2 separate regions of the Sus scrofa genome follow, and region 2 is linked to region 1. The links are chromatin contacts, called in public Hi-C maps. All regions are on one chromosome and are shown on one strand. Each heading gives the region's core, a stretch centred on a gene start, on an enhancer-like site or on the middle of the called end of the contact. The rest is flanking DNA. Distances are from core to core; before and after follow the strand shown. Region 1 overlaps GATA6 (GATA binding protein 6). Region 2 has its middle 290 kb from the start of GATA6.

Region 1 (3,714 bases), core at 102-2,601:
CTGGTGAAACAGGTTTCCATATGACATCCCATTAAAAAAAAAAAATTAACGTAAACCAACCTGCTTGTGGGTTAGTCACACTATAAAGACGTCATCATAGTGTGTACAGATGCCTAGAGTATTTACAAATGTTATCTGTTAGGTAGTAAAGTTTTGTTGCCATTTTTCCAGCACATGTTCCACAGTAAAATAAAGGGGAGATCCTGGTGTTCTTGTACAAAATTCTTAACAAATGGATAAAGGCAATTTACCTGAGAGAAGATTTGTTCTTGAAATATTTTTCTTTTCACCATTGGAAATATAAAAATGGGATGTAGTTGTAAAAGAAGCATAAGAATGTCTAAGTTTACATTTTTTTCTTTTAAATTATTTAAGTACCATTAAGTTAAAATGTCTACATTCATTATAAAAAATGTTGTTAAATCTTATGCAAATGATTTAACACTGATTGCTGCAACGCAAATTGCACTTTTTAAAAAAATTATTGTATACATGGAAGAAAAATATCTTGTTTGCTACCCTGTTTACAAATTCAGACTGACTTCGGGTCAGTCACACAATGTGAACTTGGAAAAAACGTCAGTCACAGTGTATGTTACAGTTACGGTGCAGTCCTGCAAACTGGGTGATACTTTTGACAAGAGCGCTCTTGAACCGACTCAGCCTCCAGAGGTGTGTACCAAACGAATGGTCTTCTCCATAAACGCACGTGGAATCTGGGGCATGGAAAAGGTACGGAGAAATTCGGGAATAACCAAAGCTGATCAGAAGAAGCACATGATTTGGGGCAATACGCATAAAACCCTTGTTTTAAAAATCTCTCTCAATATTCCTTAGCGGGCATGGCCCCGGTCTTAGTCCCGGTTTCTGGAAGTGGCACGCTGGACATCTCTGGTCCACCCAGAGGCAGGCTGCCTGCAAGTGGCCGTGGCTGTGGCCGGGGAGGTGGCGGCATACTGTGGACGCCACGGCGGCCCTCCCCGGGGATGAGTTCCATCTTCTCTCTGGGTCTCCAAGACGGGGCCTGGGTGGTAAGACAGAGCGAGCCTCTTGGGAGATTCTTCTCTTTCAAATAAAGGCACAGAAATCATGTGTCAGAGGAAAATGTCCCATCAGCATCCTCGGCCCAGTCTGGACTGCATGACAAGGAGATCGGTGAAGGTCATGGGGGCCTCGGTGGCCTCCCGCTCCCCGAGGCCGGCTCAGGCCAGGGCCAGGGCGCACCAGGAATCCTGTCTCACCGAGGAGGTGACTTCAGCCGGCGAGGCCAGGCTGACACCTATGTACAGCCCGTCTTGACCTGAGTATTTGAGCTCGCTGTTCTCGGGATTAGCGCTCTCCCCCGTGCCAGACATCACCGAGGCGCCTGCCTGGTGGAAGAGGGGGATGGAGAGAAGGGAAGAGACAGTTACCATAAATGTGTCATTTGGCTCCCCTAGGTAAACACATGGGCACAAGTGCGCCGATGGTGAGGCCAGCAGAGTTGCTCGCCAGGTGCTGTGGTAACACGGTCCTAACACTGGCGGGTTCAGCTCTCAGAAAACACCTCCTGTTCACATCATTCACTCAGGGTAGGAACCACCCGGCAAGACGAGCAGTTGGACAAGGGTAGGAAAGGAGAACTGGAGGAAACCCATTTGCACAAAGTGCCAAACTCTCAGATCTGACACTGAAACCACACCACGTAGGTAAACAGGCCTTAAGGATGCCCACACAATCTAATCATTGCAAGAGAAAATGCAGAACACCACACATACACACACACACACACACACACACACACACACAGCAGAACCACTGGGCTCAGCCGTTCTATCAAAGTCTAAGAAGGAAAGATACACAGTTCAGCAAGGCCTGATAAATGAAATTTTTGAGCACTGACTTCATGGAAAATTAACCCATGCATACATGGACTTTAATTCGTTCCAAGAAGAATGGGCCATGTTTGAAGCAGACCACATGATAAAGAAAATGCTAATATCCCCTATCTGTCATAATCGTGGCAATTATTTCTTAACGCAAAGGTCACCTTTCTCTTGTTTCATTTATTCCTTCCATCCATCCAAATAAGCAAGACCAAAAAGCAAACATGATATAATTTAGTAGAATCAAACCAAAATAACTAAAATCATGTTTAGACTACGATTTGAGAAAACAGTTGCACTTGACTTTTTTTTTTTAAATCTAGCCATAATCACAAATTGTAATCATGCTTTTTTTTCCTTCTACAAGCTCTGAAGCCAATTATTTCTTCCCAGCTTTCAGGGTTCCATTCCATAAACTACCAGACACTTGTTTTTTGATGCAGGTAGAACATTTTGAACTTTTCAAAGCATTCCTTTTTTACATACACAATCCCATGAAATCCTTAAAACATCCAGCTGTCTGGCCAAATTGATGTTACATCCACTTCAGAGAAACACTGGGCACCAGACACAGAGCAAGGCGAATGGAAGGTTCCCAGAGCCCCCGTGGCTCCGCTTGGGGTCCTGGAAGTAAACGTGGCCCTACCCATTCCCAGAGAAGATCTGGTTTTCTCTCTAATCCTCACAATAACCGTGTTTGTCTGGGAGACAGGATTTCAGGAGCTCTGACCATGGAACTCGTGTCTGCCCCACCCCAACTTCCTGCCAGCTGGACAGACCAAATCTGGTCACTCCACAGGTGACCAATCCTCCCACTTCCCAGCAAAAATGAAAGGTTTGTGAAAATCCCATGACAACAGTGCCCATCTCCCCCTGCCAACTCACACCTCCTTTTACATAACACAAACTTAAAGACACATCGAGGCTCTGGGTGCCTAAAAAGCAAGTTTCACAAGCTCATTGACTTGTCTAAAATTTAAAATCGATCCTTGTGAAAATTCTGAAACTGATGAACTGATCCCGTCCCACTAAAGCTATGAATTTCATTACAGGTGGTGATTACATTTAGCTCAGAACCACTGCTATAAGCAAACTCAGCATGGGTCTTTTTTGGGGCGGGAGGCAGAAGTTCGAGGGCCAGGGAGTGAATGTACCCCATGGCAGTGACCTGAGCCACAGCAGTGACAACACCAGATCCTTAAACTGCCGAGCCTCCAGGGAACTCTAGCATGGATCTAGATTTAACTCCCAAAGAAATAAACAAAAGGATAATATTCCATTAGAAAGAGTCTTTCAGAAAAGAGTGACAGAGTGAGCTCCCTTAAAACTGCTGCTTCACACCAGCCATCTATTCATCTACCTACTTCCAGTAAAAAGCACATCTGCATTTATCTGACTAAATTGGACTTTACCACAGCAAGGGCTATTTCCTGAAATGGAGAGGGGGCCTGGACTGCCCCAGGAAGCAACCCCCCCACCCCTGACGAAAATGGCCAGAAGCCCTGAGACAGCAGAGGGCTCACCACCAGTTAGCAACAAGCAACACTGCAGGGTACCTCTGAAAGCCAGGCACTTGGACTACAAGCCTGGAACTGTTCTCCCAGGTTACTCGCGGAACGAGGACACACACACACACTCACTAGCACAACACTGTAAATCAACTATACTTCAAATTTTTTTAATAATAATAATAAAAAAAGGAGTTCCCCTTATGGCTCAGAGGTAATGAACCCGACTAGTATCCATAGGACGCCAGTTCAATCCCTGGCCACTCAGTGGGTTAAGGATCCAGCGTTGCCGTGAGCTGTGGTGTAGACAGAAGACGAGGCTCAGACAGGGTGTTGCTACA
Region 2 (3,503 bases), core at 15-2,514, 260 kb before region 1:
AGGAAGTTCTTCTGGGGACAGTGGTGCTGGTGTGTGGATCCAGGTAGCCCTTTGCCCCTGCTCTGCTGCCTTTCACAGCTGGGGGCAGACTGAGACAGAAGTTGTCCTGGAGACAGAAATCACCTGATAAGGTGTCCTGGTGGGTCCTTACTGATCCAGCAGCACAGCATGACTAACAATGAAGCTCAAATCTATACTTTCTGATAGCCCTGCTGCAGACTAAAAACCATTTCAGCTAATTTCAGAATCCATGATATATTTGTGAGTGTGTATGCATGTAATATGTGTTGAGTTTTTTTGTTTGTTTGTTTGCTTTTTAGGGCTGCACCCATGACATATGGAAGTTCCCACGCTAGGGGTTGAATTGGAGCTACGGCTGCTGGCCTATGCCACAGCCACAGCAACAGGGATCTGAGCCATGTCTTGGACCTATACTACAGCTCACGGCAATGCTGGACCCCTAACCCACTGAGCGAGGCCAGGGATCAAACCCATAACCTCATGGATCCTAGTCAGGTTAACCGCTGGGCCACATAGGGAACTCCCGAGAGGCATCTTTATGTATCTAACGATGCTTTAATTAAGCTGATATTCAAATTAGCTTAAATCCTCAGCGTCCCTGGGAGATGCAGCTTATGGAGCAGCAGATGATGGGGGAAAGACAGTCCATGATTAAAACGTCACATGGGATAAATGCCAAAGCAGAGGTCCCACCCTGGGAGAGTTATGAATTGACTGCACCCCTTCTCATCTCCACCCCCTCAATCATTGCTGATGGGCAGAGGGAAACCATTTTCTGCCATCTGGTTTTTGCAAAAGTCAGGCAGTAAGCTCCCTGGGACAGGGATCTTATCTTGTGTAGTTCAAGAATGAGCACATGGCTGTGTACACTCCACAAGCCCTATTAGTACTGAACGCAATCATAAAAATAGCCCAAACGTGGAGATGTGATAACGCCCCACAGTCAGCCTTAGTCATCGTGTCCGAAGGGCAGTGGGTTCCCCAGGCTGGTGCCTTACGTCCTACAGACAAGCACCTTGGCTGATAAGGCGGCGGCCTATTGTAAGACTCACACAGTAGTTCCCAGGATCCTGGAAAAACAGCAGTTCAATCACAACTTTTTTTCCCCTGGTGTTTGACTTTGGCACCGAGTTCTTTTCAAATGAGAACTATGCCAAACATCTTGTCCTAACCCTTCTACTCAGCAAGTATGCGAACAAGCTCTCTGTAGCATGCCAGGCACAGGGTGTGTGTGCAGGGGGAGTTCTGGTGGGAGGCTGCGAGGAGCAGAATGCTTTCTCTGTGGGCAGGAACCGGCTCTGGGCAGCATCTAGAAGCAGGGCAGAATGATCAGTGCCCAGGGCACAGTGAGGCCTGCCCAGCTCAGGCAGCACTGGATGGAGGGTCTGTGCCTCCAGGGCCCCAGGCCAGGCCTGCCTGTGATTTTCGGGGTTGGCAGGCGCTGGTGTTTCCTCCCCCGAGAAAAGTGCGCAGACATTAGGGGAATGTCTCATTGTTGTGGCATCTGGATCTGAATTCTCCTCTGGGACCAGCTAGGAAATAGCTGGAGCCCACAGGAGAAAGCTCACGTATGGAGGGTGTGTTTGCCTATAAATATTCGAATGTGTGTGCAGTCACACATTTGCAGGGTGCTAGGATGGCTATGGGATGGACACAGCGGTCTGTGTCTGGAGGAAGATCTTGCACACTGGATGTCCTAAGGAAGAAGTCCTCCTCCCGAGCAGGTAAATCCTTTCCCTCCTGGGCTCAGGGGGAAGCTGGGCCTGCACCAGGACAGAGAGAAGCTTCCCCAGCACCAGCCATCCCAGTTCCCAGCCAGCTTCTGGGGCTCCAACCCTCTGCACCAAGACCGTCCATCTCCCACTGCAGGAAAGGCATCGTTCTTCATTCCCAGGGCAAATTGTTCCTAGGAAAGAGCAGAATCTTAGAAGGAAATCACATCATCGCGAGGGGAGAGCCAGTTCCTTTGTACTATTTTTCAGGGCTGCCTTTGGAGCCAATAATCTGTCATTCCTTGAATAAACAAGCACCTTATCATATCACAAACATTTATTTAACCCTTTTCTCCTGCACTTTTACCAGCAGGGAGAAGGAAAGCGGTTAGCAGGGCGGCCGGAGCCCTGTGGCAGAAATGCCAAATTCCCTGAACGTTACACCCAATCTGTAAAGTGTCAGCCAGCCCTTCTCTCTGTCTTCATAAAACGCTGGAGCCGGTCACCCAGACTCACGGTCCGCATTCCCACTACTCTTCCCATCCCCCCCCCAACCCCTGTCCATTAATACCCCTCACCCTTTTGCAGACAGGCCCTTAATTCCATCCAAATGGAGTCTGGACTAATTTGTTAGGTTCTTTAGGGGGTTGGTGAGGGAAATAGAAGCGGGGGCCTGGGGGGAGCAGGCAAGGGAGTATTTACATTTCTCCTTTGCATGACAGTCCGAGTGATGGACAGAGCTGGGGAGACCAGCATTTTTTAATGTGTGTGTGATTTTTTAAAAGGGATATTCTTTGGCTCTGACATCACCAGAAAATGGAATGAGCAAAGTATGTAAATTTCTCCAAGCTCCCACAATATCCATTTTCTCTCAGTGGATGGATTTTATTTTCTTTTCTGGTGTTGCTCCCACACAATGGGGCCAAATCTTGTTCAGGACAAAGAAACATATAAATAGAACATGCATGTGGTATGCAAGGGAACTCTTGGAGAAAGACTGTGTGGAAAGGCGTCTGGGGCTGCCAGGGGGAGCCATGGGGTCTCGGCCAAAGGGCTTGACAGGCAGATGTCTGCTTGTCCCTAATGTTACAAGTCAGAAATTTCACAACCGTTCTCACTCTTAGGGGAAACACTAAGAAACCCTAGGATGAGTGTAAGTGTAAAAGGAGAATGTGAAGTAGGTATGTGTGAGTATGAACAAGGCCATGTGTGCTGGATGTAAGATGACGATAAGCCAAATTAAGAGGCTAAACATGCTTTGTAGCGCTGATGGAGCAAGTTTTCTTTCTCCTTCATTACGAAGGATGCTAAATCAGATGCCATCTCTCACACTGCAGCATCTCAGTGGCTATCGGGGACCAGCCGAAACTTTCATCAAACATGCTTTCCTGTATGAAGCACTGGCAATTGTCTTAGTGTCAATCATGCGCCAACCAAGCCCTCCAGTCTCATAACCACACACTACAGCTCCAGCCAAAAAGACTTTTATCAGCGCAAGTTTGAACAAACTAATGTGTGTAGGCCCTGAGCGGTTATTTTTGTTTCCAAGTCTGGACATAGAATCACTTGTTCAGTTTCCTGCTGGGTTATATCAAGTGGTTTTAACATGTAAATCTCTGATAAGGAAACTGACTAATTTATGTAGGTTGCCATCTGAGTAGCTGTCACTAGGGCCTTCATTTTTTCCCCCAGCTTCCTTTATTCTTTCTCAGTTATTACTGTCATTGCCATTACTGGTACTATCAAGCACGTCCTTATTTATTATATGTT

What was found. A called contact is a pair of places that touch in the nucleus more often than the background predicts.
Region 2: a contact with region 1 is called in a Hi-C map of fetal heart ventricle, with 5 times the contacts expected there. The contact joins two enhancer-like sites. A contact is called at or near these places in 2 of 47 Hi-C or Micro-C datasets (fetal heart ventricle and omental adipose tissue).

Annotation. Positions count from the first base shown.
Region 1 is chr6:107,310,883-107,314,596 of Sscrofa11.1, reverse strand. GATA6 (GATA binding protein 6) reads right to left here. Exons shown (of 6, transcript NM_214328.2): 6 at 1-1,370. The coding sequence ends at 1,203. Among named protein-coding and RNA genes, the nearest start is that of GATA6, 28 kb to the right of the region's middle. Within about 2 kb of position 1,351, at least 5 of the 83 cell types and tissues checked have an H3K27ac peak or open chromatin away from gene starts, as enhancers often do. A contact at or near this core is called in omental adipose tissue, where this site is marked.
Region 2 is chr6:107,574,567-107,578,069 of Sscrofa11.1, reverse strand. No RefSeq gene overlaps it. Among named protein-coding and RNA genes, the nearest start is that of GATA6, 290 kb to the right of the region's middle. Within about 2 kb of position 1,264, at least 21 of the 83 cell types and tissues checked have an H3K27ac peak or open chromatin away from gene starts, as enhancers often do. A contact at or near this core is called in omental adipose tissue, where this site is marked.